Linked DNA regions of Mus musculus: region 1 is linked to region 2. The links are chromatin contacts, called in public Hi-C maps. All regions are on one chromosome and are shown on one strand. The core of a region is the stretch at or near the end of the contact, and the rest is flanking DNA. Distances in the headings are between cores, read along the strand shown. Region 1 has its middle 4.3 kb from the start of Nog. Region 2 has its middle 88 kb from the start of Gm38759.

Region 1 (2,700 bases), core at 172-2,671, 89 kb after region 2:
TTAAAAATTTATTTTAATTAGGTATTTTCTTCATTTACATTTCCAATGCTATCCCAAAAGTCCCCCATACCCTCCTCCCACCCACTCCCACTTTTTGGCCCTAGCATTCCCCTGTACTGGGACATATAAAGTTTGCGTGTCCAATGGGCCTCTCTTTCCACTGATGGCTGACTAGGCCATCTTCTGATACATATGCAGCTAGAGACACGAGCTCCGGGGGGTACTGGTTAGTTCATATTGTTGTTCCACCTATAGGGTTGCAGACCCCTTTAGCTCCTTGGGTACTTTCTCTAGCTCCTCCATTGGGGTCCCTGTGATCCATCCAATAGCTGACTGTGAGCATCCACTTCTGTGTTTGCTAGGCCCCAGCATAGCCTCAAGAGACACTCTTAATGCATGCCTGTTGAATGGGTACAGCAGATTGGCCAGTCAGCTCGAGGAACCTCTGGGATGGTGTCAATTCAAAACTGTCTCCCACCAGTAAATTTTCCTTAAATAAATTTAAGGAATAAGGAGGAAAGGAGTCCCCTTAGAGAGAGAGTATGGTGAAGAGGAGAGGGAGAGGGAGAGGGAGAGGGAGAAAGAACTCCTAGCCAAAGCCAAGGGTATCAGGCTATGTGATGTCAGCAAGCGGCTGCTGAGGACGGTCTTCTCACCAGCAGATTGAGCGGTGGGCACTGGAATCTAAGCTCCCCTCCAGCCCTAACATTCCAAGAGCATTAAAGAAAAAGGATGAATCACCCCCTTCAAAATACCAATATGGGCTGGGCCCTCCCCTTGCTGTCCTCTTGTAGCATAGCTAAGAGCTCTTAATACACACCCAGCTTCCTCCTGCAGCTGCCACCAAGCTTCAATCCCCTTTCCCAGGAGTCTCAGAAGCAAGACTGATAATGGACCTCCGGCTTCTCTGTCTCAACAGGGAGCCAGATCTCATTCCCAGACTCTGGGGGCCTTTGGGCCTTCCGTGGACATTTGACCTTAGTTTCCTTGAGTGTGGAGAGTGGCTGGGTGTTGAAAGGGTGGCAGGAAATAAAGGGAGCCATTGAAAAAAGAAAGGGAACCCTCACCATCCTGAGGAGAGGGACAGTTGCCCCGACCCTCTGGACTCTGACTGGTACTGGGTTTGGCAGAGGCGATGTGTCTGTCATAGTTATAAATCTCTACGGGGGACACTGTCTCTCAGCAGCTGCGTCAGTTCATAGACACAGGCTTCCATAGAGGACTCCTAGATCAATTTTTCTCCTGTAAGGAGTAGGTGACCGTGGGGACGGTGCCTCTTTGCTTACAGCCCTCTCCCTTAGAATTATAGTATTATCGACACTAATCATAATAGGAGGAGAGAGTGGCCAGGGCATCAAGCACACACATTAGTTCTAGGACCAGCGCCTCCTGCCTTCTTCTTGTGGGACCGCCTGCGTCCGGTAGGGTTCTCCGTGCGCGCGCGGAGCCTTCTTGGGCCAGCCCTCCGGGTCTGTCAGTGCGGTGGTCTGTAGCCCGTCACGTCTGCAGCGCGGGTCCTCCCAGCTCACTCTGGCTCCTGGCTCTGAAAGCCGAGAAGCTCGCCGGCTGCGAGCGGGTTTTCCAAGTGGGCAGGGGTGGGGAGGAGGGGCGCGGGCGGGCGGGCGGGCGGGCCCGCGGCGGGAGGAGGGGGCGTCGCGGAGGGAAGACCTCGCATTGTAATCCAATGACATTACCAACGTGGGGGTGGGGGCGCTGGCCTCCGCGCGCTCTCCGAGTTTTGGCTGCCCGCCCAGCTGGGAATAACTCTCTTCGCATAATTCGCGTGTTTACCAGGCATGAAAATTCTTGCTTTGGGCTCCCCCCCACCCCGACCCAAGCCCCCTCCTCGTCCCTCCTCCCCATCTCCTCCGCCCCTCGCAAGTGAAACTCTGTCTACAAAAATATTGGCCCGGGGCATAGAAAGTTTTGCATAAATTCATAAGTGATGAATGGCTGATTTTTAACGTTATTTGGGTATTTGTCAGAACTTAACAAATATACATGGGGACGGCGGTTCATAAACTTAAACATCTCAATATCCTCTTTCTTCTGGAAATAAATTACGTTTGTTTGCCCGGCTTGGAGTCTTAAGGTAGCCGACATTAGGAATATTTTAAAAGCCATCATCCATCGAGCATGTCTCCCAGGCGCCAGAAAGATTAAATGAAAGAATCATAAGATGGAGGTCTTTAACTTTTAATCCTTTTACAATGAAGCCTCAGATAGTCGCGGGGGCAGGGTGCCCTCTCTGGGGGAATAATGCCGTTATTCCTCGGCTCCCAGTTAATGAATACCCTAACGTCTGTCCCACGGCTGACGGAGGCAGCGCCGGGGAGGGGGCTCCGGCTCCCGGGCCAGGCTATTGAAATGAGGAGCCACCGAGGCTGCGTCGGGAGGGAAGAAAGCGCCGGGCTGGAGGGACAGGGAGGGCGGGGCCCGGGGCATTGAGACTGAGCTGGGGACTCGGCGCAGGTTTGAAATAATTAGCATAGATTCGCTGCGACTCCGGGGGGGGGGGCAGCTCGGGGGGGGGGGGAGGAGAGGCAGAGGACAGGAGGCTTGGAGGGAGGCGCGACGAGGTGGCAAGGGGGTGGGGAAGGGAGCAAAGGAGAGCGACTGTGGAGTCCAAGATAAATAAAAGGAGCGGGGAGCGGTGTCAGGAAGCCGGCCCACGTGGAGCTGAGTGGATGACGGCCACTG
Region 2 (2,762 bases), core at 108-2,607:
CTCTTAGGGGTCTACCTTAATGACTACACCATATGTTTGTTCTTTGTCCTTGAATGCTCTGAGCTGTTAGACAGACTTGGGAAGTTCTTGTGTGTGTGTGTGTGTGTGTGTGTGTGTGTGTGTGTGTGTGTAGGTAACACATGGGCATCTGGTCACAGATGTATTCCTGGTATGGGGTGACAAGAAGGAACAGAGACCCTCAGAAGTCCTTCCGGGTCACAGACCTCATGCAGAACATTCCCATTCGTGGGTCTAAGGTCAAATGGAGTGTTGACCTTGTCTTCCTGAAGACACACCGTGGCTGCAGTTGGTGGCATGTTACTCTGTAGTCCTCATGTGCCTGCAACGCTCTGTCTGGGTGTGGGTATGGATTTGTAGTGTTTCTACATCCAGACAGACAGAGAAAAAAATTTCACCTATCAGTTCTCAGAGAGGATAGGAATCCAGCCCCTAGAACAGCCTGAGGTATGCCTTCACTTCTGCCTGGCCATTTCTGAACAAAGTGTTCAGACAACTCTGCTTTTGCGAGGGAAGAAATTCCTCTTTCTGAAGCACAGGCCGTCTGCAGTGGAGTCCAAGACTGTCTCAAGGGAGTTTAAATATGGGCCCTTTCTACACTGACCTCCAGGAAGAACTTTAAAGCACCCCTCTGTCCCCCTACCCCCTTTTTGGTAGAAATTAAGGTATACCTAGAAGGGATGAGGTCACAGGCCAAGGCACAAAGTTGGCAGTATAAGCTCTGGTCTGTCTTCAGTTCTTCCTTATGGCTGAACAATGTAATAGACGGCTCCCGTGGATGGAGGGTCCCAGGGACCACCTTGCCCTTGGTTACCCCATCCTCCACCCTGGGTGCGGCTAAGTGGTTTTCACAGTCTCCACTAGGTGGAGAAAAAGAGCGGTTATGAAACGTACAAAGCCTCAAACACACACACACACACACACACACACACACACACACACACACACACACACACACACACACAGAGTCAAAGAGTAAAATCCAATTCTAAATGGAACTCGAAAACTTGAGAAGTAATTTAAGGGAACCACATTAAATACTAAAATGTTTAATGGGGCCCATGTGTCCCGAGCAGAGAAAGAGAGGGCGAGAAATGGAACAGAGGAAATCAGGGAGACAATATGTCTGTGCGACTTGTTCTAATTAGGGGCACAGCGCTACTCAGGATCATTCATTATAATTTGGTTAAATCTTCAACATGGCCCAGGCACCTCTGCTGAGGGGCGAAAAACAAAAGCTCCCTCGCAAATTGGGTGAGCGCCTCTCTGCTGGAGGTTAACGCCAGTCACTCCAACTCTCGAGGGCCCAGGGCTGTTCCTCACCCTGCAGCTCTTCTTTATAACTCCAGTGCTGGGCTCCAGCTGCAGATGTCTGCAGATTTTGAGGAGGGCAAGGGAGGCCAGGGGGTGAGGGTGGGAGATGGAGGTCCCCCTCCTCCCCGCGCAAGCTCATTGTCTCCAACTTGTCTGTGGCTTAATTCAGTATCCCTGTCTGCCGCTGGGAGCAGGATGAGAAGAGTTCAAAGGAGGAAATCAAAACAACTCATAGATCAGAGTGGGGGAGTGATCTGGGGCAGCCAGAAAACACCCGCACTCCTTGGGGCTTCAAGGGGATGAGCATCGAACAGGGGGACACATGCCTTAGAAGAAGCATGCCTTAGAAGAAGAAGGGGAAAGGTGCTTAGAGGCTTAAGGGATGCAGGTTGTGTGGGGTCGGGGTCAGGTTTAGGTTAGAGCTAAATGTGATAGGTGTGTGATGTGAAGAACCCAAGATGGTGTTACTAGCCATTTCCAGCGCTCATGTGTGGTTGGGCTGAGACATGACAGCTCTGTCTGTTGGATTCCCACCCAGCTCTAAAATTTGGGAAGGCACCATTTGTTTGCTTTATCCTATTGCCCTGTACTCTGTCCCTCAGCCATCCAGCTGGCCTGAGGTGGCAAGGACTGGTTTCCGGTAGTCTGTGGGTACCATTAAGGATCAGACACTGCCTGTAGTGATGAGCAGAGCTCTTGACAGACCTACTGGTACTTCTTTCTTTGGACCCAGCAGAGCCTTGAGCTAGGCTTATGGTTTGTCAACCAAAACACCTGTTTTGCATTTCTTTATTCTTTCTTTCTTTCTTTCTTTCTTTCTTTCTTTCTTTCTTTCTTTCTTTCTTTCTTTCTTTCTTTCTTTCTTTCTTTCTATTTACTGTATAGTATATAAGTACACTGTAGCTATCTTCAGATACACTGGAAGAGGGCATTGGATCCCATTATAGATGGTTGTGATCCACCATGTGGTTGCCAGGAATTGAACTCAGGACCTCTGGAAGAGCAGTCAGTTCTCTTAACTGCTGAACCCATCTCTCTAGCCCCTGTTTGGCATTTCTTATCCAGTGTCTTCATGCTAAACCTAGACTGCCTATCCATAGGCCCGGGTCCTGGGCATAACAGATTGCTTACTACTCCAGGCTCTTTCAACTCTACTGCCCTAAGAAGTTGTACTCCAGATTAAGTTTACAGAGACTTCTGGGTGATAGTCCTATCTTGGTCGCTGGCTGGGCCAGTTTTACTCTGGTGATGGGCAGCTGCATTTCCTGGCTTCATCTCTACACCTATGTTGCTCACCTGCAATCGTATGTTATTGGCTGGCAGGAGGACCAGGGAGATAACAGATGCATACCACCATGGAGAAACTCCTCCAAGGTGAAAAACTGTTCTCTGTGCTTCTTTGTATCCCTCCTGGTGCCAGATGCTGCACA

What was found. A called contact is a pair of places that touch in the nucleus more often than the background predicts.
Region 1: a Hi-C map of uterus shows a contact between it and region 2, with 2.5 times the contacts expected there. The contact joins two enhancer-like sites. A contact is called at or near these places in 6 of 39 promoter capture datasets (the 3T3-L1 cell line, 3T3-L1-derived adipocytes, cranial neural crest and 3 more), 4 of 484 Hi-C or Micro-C datasets (embryonic stem cells, muscle stem cells and uterus), 8 of 115 datasets of contacts at active chromatin or transcription factors (embryonic forebrain, embryonic hindbrain, embryonic stem cells and 5 more) and 3 of 9 other capture datasets (adipose tissue, liver and pancreatic islet).

Annotation. Positions count from the first base shown.
Region 1 is chr11:89,296,955-89,299,654 of GRCm38.p6, forward strand. No RefSeq gene overlaps it. Among named protein-coding and RNA genes, the nearest start is that of Nog, 4.3 kb to the right of the region's middle. Within about 2 kb of position 1,422, at least 79 of the 459 cell types and tissues checked have an H3K27ac peak or open chromatin away from gene starts, as enhancers often do.
Region 2 is chr11:89,208,429-89,211,190 of GRCm38.p6, forward strand. No RefSeq gene overlaps it. Among named protein-coding and RNA genes, the nearest start is that of Gm38759, 88 kb to the left of the region's middle. Within about 2 kb of position 1,358, at least 14 of the 459 cell types and tissues checked have an H3K27ac peak or open chromatin away from gene starts, as enhancers often do.